2 separate regions of the Sus scrofa genome follow, and region 2 is linked to region 1. The links are chromatin contacts, called in public HiChIP or PLAC-seq maps. All regions are on one chromosome and are shown on one strand. The core of a region is the stretch at or near the end of the contact, and the rest is flanking DNA. Distances in the headings are between cores, read along the strand shown.

Region 1 (2,670 bases), core at 76-2,575:
TTTATGTCATGTGAATTTTTTGTACCGTTTTTTGTTTGTTTGCTTCCTTTTTTTTTTTTTTTTGAGGGCTACACCTGTGGCATATGGAAGTTCCTGAGCTAGGGGTAGAATTGGAGCTGCAGCTGCCAGCTACGCCACAGCCACAGCAACGCCAGATCAGAGCTGAGTCTGTGACCTACACCACAACTCACAGCAACATGGGACCCTTAACCCACTGAGAAAGGCCAGGGATCAACCCGCATCCTCAATGGCTACTTGTTGGGTTCTCAACATGCTGATTCACAACAGGAACTCCTGTTATGTGAATTTTAACTCAAAAAAAGAGTGAAGTAATGAAAATAAAACATGTTTTGTTGCCAACCACACAAACATAGAACTGGGACTCTTCCATTCAGCCATGTGGCAATACGCTTCACCTGCCTCCGTTTCCCCATCTATGAAAGAGACACTAACTTCAACACCAAGCCATTCTGAGGATTCACTGAAAATATAGGTAAAGGGCCTGGCACAGAATACACATGTAATATATATTTACAAAATAAATAAACAACAATAACAGAAATACAAATAACAGCTATTGAGCCCTTACTCCGAGTCAAATGGCTTACACAGTATATCTCATTTAATCATCCAATTACAGCTCAATGAGGTAGGTACAGATTACAGCTGAGGAAACAGAAGCTTAGAGAGGTTGAGTGATTTGCCCAAGATCACACCATCATTAAGTGGTGTGGCTGGCATCTGAATCCCCAGCAAATAATAGAAAATCTTTATTGAGCAGTTGGTGCTCAGCAAGACACCAAACTGAGCATTTTTACATGCATTACCTCATTTGGCCCACAAAACAACTGCACGATGTGAGCCTTCTCATTGTTCCCATTTTGTACATGAGATACTGGAGAAGCAGAGTTGAATAACTCAACCAAGGTCACACGGCTTGTAGGGGCAGAGCTGGGATTCTTACTGTAAAGACAACCTGCTCATCCACTATGCCTGTAACTGCCTACATCCAAAGAAAGGAATGGACTGAGAGGTACGCATATAACCAAGCAAGGGCTCCTTTGCCCACACAGTGCAGAAAGCAAACTCTGAGAGCAAAGTCAGCATTTACTGGCAGGACATCAAGCAAGAGAGAGGGCAATTCTCTTTTGGCACAGCGAATTAAGGATCCAGCATTGTCACTGAAGCAACTTGGGCCACAGTGGTGGTGCGGGTTTGATCATTGGCCCAGGCAGGAACTTCCACTTGCTATGGGCATGGCCAAAAAAAAAAAAAAAGAGGAAATGTCACAGAAATGTTACAAAAGGATGATGATTAATCCCAGTTTCTTTGTTCTTCCCCTTTTAAACATCCTAAGCTCAAAGACCAAGAGGCTTGTCTCCCACTCTCTTCATATCTACAACAGCAGTTTTCTTACATAAATGATGTTATAGACAACATCATAGTCACCTGCTATGGTTGATCAGTGTTCAGTTAGCACAGGACTGAGGTCAGAGAGGACAAGAATGGAACTGAGGTCAGAGGAGACAAGCAGGGGAATAATGTTTTGGATAGAGAGGTAAGTAGTAAACTCAGTAAGAGGACTTCCCGTTGTGGCTCCATGGTAACGAACCAAACTAGTATCCATGAGGACGCGGGTTTGATCCCTGGCTGTGCTCAGTTGGTCAAGGATCCAGCACTGCCCTGAGCTATAGTGTAGGTTGCAGACATGGCTTACATTCCGTGTTGCTGTGGCTGTGGTGTAGGCTGGGAGCTGTAGCTCCAATTTGACCCCTCGCCTGGGAACATCCATATGCCATGGGTGTGACCATTAAAAAAAAACAACAACCCCCCTCAAAAAAAACATGTCAGATCCACTGCACACAGCCCCCACTCGCTCCCCACATACTTCAGAGTAAAAGCCAAAGTCCTTGCAATGTCCCTCAAGCCCCTCATGATGTGTCATGATCCTCCTGTCACCTCACTGCCTTCCACCTTTCTAACTCCTCACTCCAGTCACAATGGCCTCTCTTCCCTTTTTTTTTTTTTTTGCTTTTTAGGCCATACCTGCAGCATATGGAGATTCTCAGGCTAGGGTCAAATCGGAGCTACAGCTGCCAGCCTACACCACAGCCACAGCAATGCCAGATCCTTCCCACTGAGTGAGGCCAGGGATTGAACCCACATCCTCATGGATACTAGTTGGATTCTAAACCCACTGAGCCACAGCAGGAACTCTCTCTCTGCTGTTCTTCAAACACAGCAGGGCCCTCCATCATGAGGACATGGCTTTGCAAAGGTTGAGCCCTCTGTCTGCATGCTGTTCCCCAGATACCAACATGGCTCATTTCCTCTTCTCTTTTGAGTCTTTTCCCAAATGTTTCCTTCCCAGTGAAGCTTTCCAGGCCACTCCAAATAATACTGCAAACTGCCCCCAACCTTGCACGCCCAAAACCTCTATTTGCCTCTATTTTTTCTCTTTTCTACAGTACTTCTCACTTTCTAAAATATTGTATAATTTGCTAATTTACTTTGTTATTTGTCTTCTTTTTATTGGCCATGCCCATGAAATGTGGAAGTTCCCGGGCCAGGGATTAAACATGGGCCACACCAGTGACAACATCGAGTCCTTAATTAACCACGAGGCCATTAGGAAACTCCTGTTATTTCTCTTCTGCTTGCTCTACAGGG
Region 2 (2,670 bases), core at 51-2,550, 190 kb before region 1:
CAAGGGAAGGAAAGAACAGAAAGAAAAAAAGGTAGAAAAGATAGAAGAGAAAATTTCCTATAGTCTGGCCTAGAAATTTAGCACGCATTCTAGCAAGAATTCTAGCTGAGGAGTTCCCATCGTGGCTCAGTGGTTCATGAATCCGACTAGGAACCATGAGGTTGAGGGTTCGATCCCTGGCCTTGCTCAGTGGGTTAAGGATCCAGCGTTGCCATGATCGTGGTGTAGGTTGCAGACGCGGCTCAGATTCCTCATTGCTGTGGCTCTGGCGTAGGCTGGTGGCTACAGCTCCAATTCGACCCCTAGCCTGGGAACCTCCATATGCCGCAGGAGAGGCCCAAGAAATGGCAATAAAAAGACAGAAAAAAAAAAAAGAATTCTAGCTGAGGGGATAGGTGAATTAGGGGATATGGGGCTGACCTCTGTACCTCATTGCTTTTACTCTAAGTGACCTCCAATTGGAATGTTCTTCCCATCATCTTTGTCAACTGAACTTCTAAATCTTCAAGGATATATTCAAAGGCTACCAGCTTCTAGAAGCTTCCAAGATTTCTCTCAGTTAAAAGTTTCTCTCAGTTCTCAGGAATCCCCAGGGAATTCCCATGGTGGCTCAGCAGCAACGAATCCATTTAGTATCCACAAGGATTCGGGTTCGACCCCCAGCCCCGCTCAGTGTGTTAAGGATTCAGCGTCGCTGTGAGGTGCCATGTAGGTCACAGATGCGGCTTGGATCCAGGCATTGCTGTGATGTAGGCTGGCAGCTGCAGCCCTGATTCGACCCCCAGCCTGGGAACTTCCACATGTTGCAAGTGTGGCCCTAAAAATACACACACACACACACACACACAAAGAACTACCATAAACAGCCAGAACACTTTGTCATACTGTACCTGTAGCATTTAATGTTCAACTTTATACCACAGATATCTGCACACATATATTTGTCATTCTTTCTGCAAGTACTATTTGTGCCAGGCCTATTACAGAGACAAAGGAAACAAAGGAAAATAGTGCACTGTCCCTTGGCCCATAAGGTCTCACTTTCATGAATGAGAGCAGACTCAAGTGTGACAGAGCAGAAGATCAACATTGATTCTGCTTATGGAGTGATTAGGGAAAGCTTCACTGAGAAAGGCAGCATCTGAACTAGTATAAAAAATAGGAGTTTGTCAATTAGAGGACAGGGAACCAAGAGAGTTTTCTACTCAGAGGGAAACAGTCAAAACAAAATCGTTCTACTGAGGAGGAGCACAGGGAAACAGTGTTAAACACTGTGCTGCTGATAGAGGGCAGCAAACTAGGGTGGCACCAGATTATATGAGCCTTGCAGCCAAGCCCACAGTTGAGATTTTACCCTTTCTAACCTGGGGTGGAGGTGAAGAAGAGGTATTCTAAATACATATAACTGCCCTACATTGGAGCAAGTCCTCTCAAAACTTCTGGAAAACAGGCCCACTCCCAGGCTCTGCATATTGCAGTGGCATTATGAGAATCTCCCATGGAGAAGGGCAACAGTAAGAGAAAAAGGGGATGGTACAGAAGGGAGGTAGTAGGGCTCAAGGAGGAAGGAGCTGGAGAGGAAGGGGGAAAAAAGAGGAAGAGAAGAGCCAAGGGAGGCACAAGAGGAAGGGATCTCGGCCCCAAGCCTCTTTGTTGCCGAGCTGTCCTCTACATCTTTCTAGGTCAATCTAATGTTAGTGACAGAAATAGACACTTTGTACCAAGATGAGGTTAAACATTAGTAACTGCCACCTCGACCCTCCATTTGCTCAGGATGATAGGGCCATACTAAGAAGTGGAGTTTGCCTGGGTCTACCCACAATTCCAAAGTATGCCAGAAGCCCCCCAGTGCCATGCCCTAAGAGCATGAGACAGAAGCAGCAAAGAAAAGTCTAGAGTTTGAAGCAGGGGCCTGCCCAGGACCTGTTGCTGCTGCAAACAGTATCCTAAAGCTGTTGCCTTCTCTGGACTTCAGCTTCATCAGAAAAACAAGGGGAGTAAACAGGATGCTCTCTAAAGGATAAGAGAGTACAGAAGCTGCTGTGCTACCCACAAAGGATGATGTTTAATGTGAGAATTTCCCTAACCTAACTTTTCAGGGCTGCACCTGTGGCATATGGAAGTTACCAGGCTAGGGGTCGAACTGGACCTACAAGTGCCAGTCTACACCACAGCCACAGCCACTCGGGATCCGAGCTGTGCCTGCAACCTACACCACAGCTCACAGCAACACCAGATCCCCAACCCACTGAGCAAGGCCAGGGATTGAACCCGCATCCTCATGGATACTAGTCAGATTCGTTTCCACTGCACCACAGTGGGAACTCCCATAACCTAACAAAATCTTAACTTCATTCTTTACACTCAAAGTTACAGCCAGTTTGAAGCCAGGAAGCCAGCCACAGAATGGCAGCTGTCTCTGACACTATCATCCATTTGGCCTTGTCCAAAGTCTTATTCCTGTCCAGACCTGTTTATCACCTCATAGGTGACAAAGAAATGCTCAGGACCAAGGACATGTTTTGTCTGACCCACACAAGTTTGTTAAAAAATAAACCCGAGTTAACTGTCAACATTTAAAATCAGATCTCTGTTTTTTCTAGATTTCTAGCTTCTCTTAAAATATTAGAAATCTGGCAACACTAGACCCTCTGAGATAAAGGTCAAAGG

Evidence for each region. HiChIP or PLAC-seq counts read pairs in DNA pulled down with a chosen protein or histone mark.
Region 2: a contact with region 1 is called in an H3K27ac HiChIP or PLAC-seq map of alveolar macrophages. The contact joins two enhancer-like sites. A contact is called at or near these places in 1 of 47 Hi-C or Micro-C datasets (heart right ventricle) and 1 of 2 datasets of contacts at active chromatin or transcription factors (alveolar macrophages).

What each region holds. Positions count from the first base shown.
Region 1 is chr17:37,278,041-37,280,710 of Sscrofa11.1, reverse strand. No RefSeq gene overlaps it. Among named protein-coding and RNA genes, the nearest start is that of CHMP4B, 6.0 kb to the left of the region's middle. Within about 2 kb of position 1,325, at least 4 of the 83 cell types and tissues checked have an H3K27ac peak or open chromatin away from gene starts, as enhancers often do. A contact at or near this core is called in alveolar macrophages, where this site is marked.
Region 2 is chr17:37,465,196-37,467,865 of Sscrofa11.1, reverse strand. The region is part of intron 1 of RALY (RNA-binding protein Raly); the gene reads right to left. Among named protein-coding and RNA genes, the nearest start is that of RALY, 19 kb to the right of the region's middle. Within about 2 kb of position 1,300, at least 4 of the 83 cell types and tissues checked have an H3K27ac peak or open chromatin away from gene starts, as enhancers often do. A contact at or near this core is called in alveolar macrophages, where this site is marked.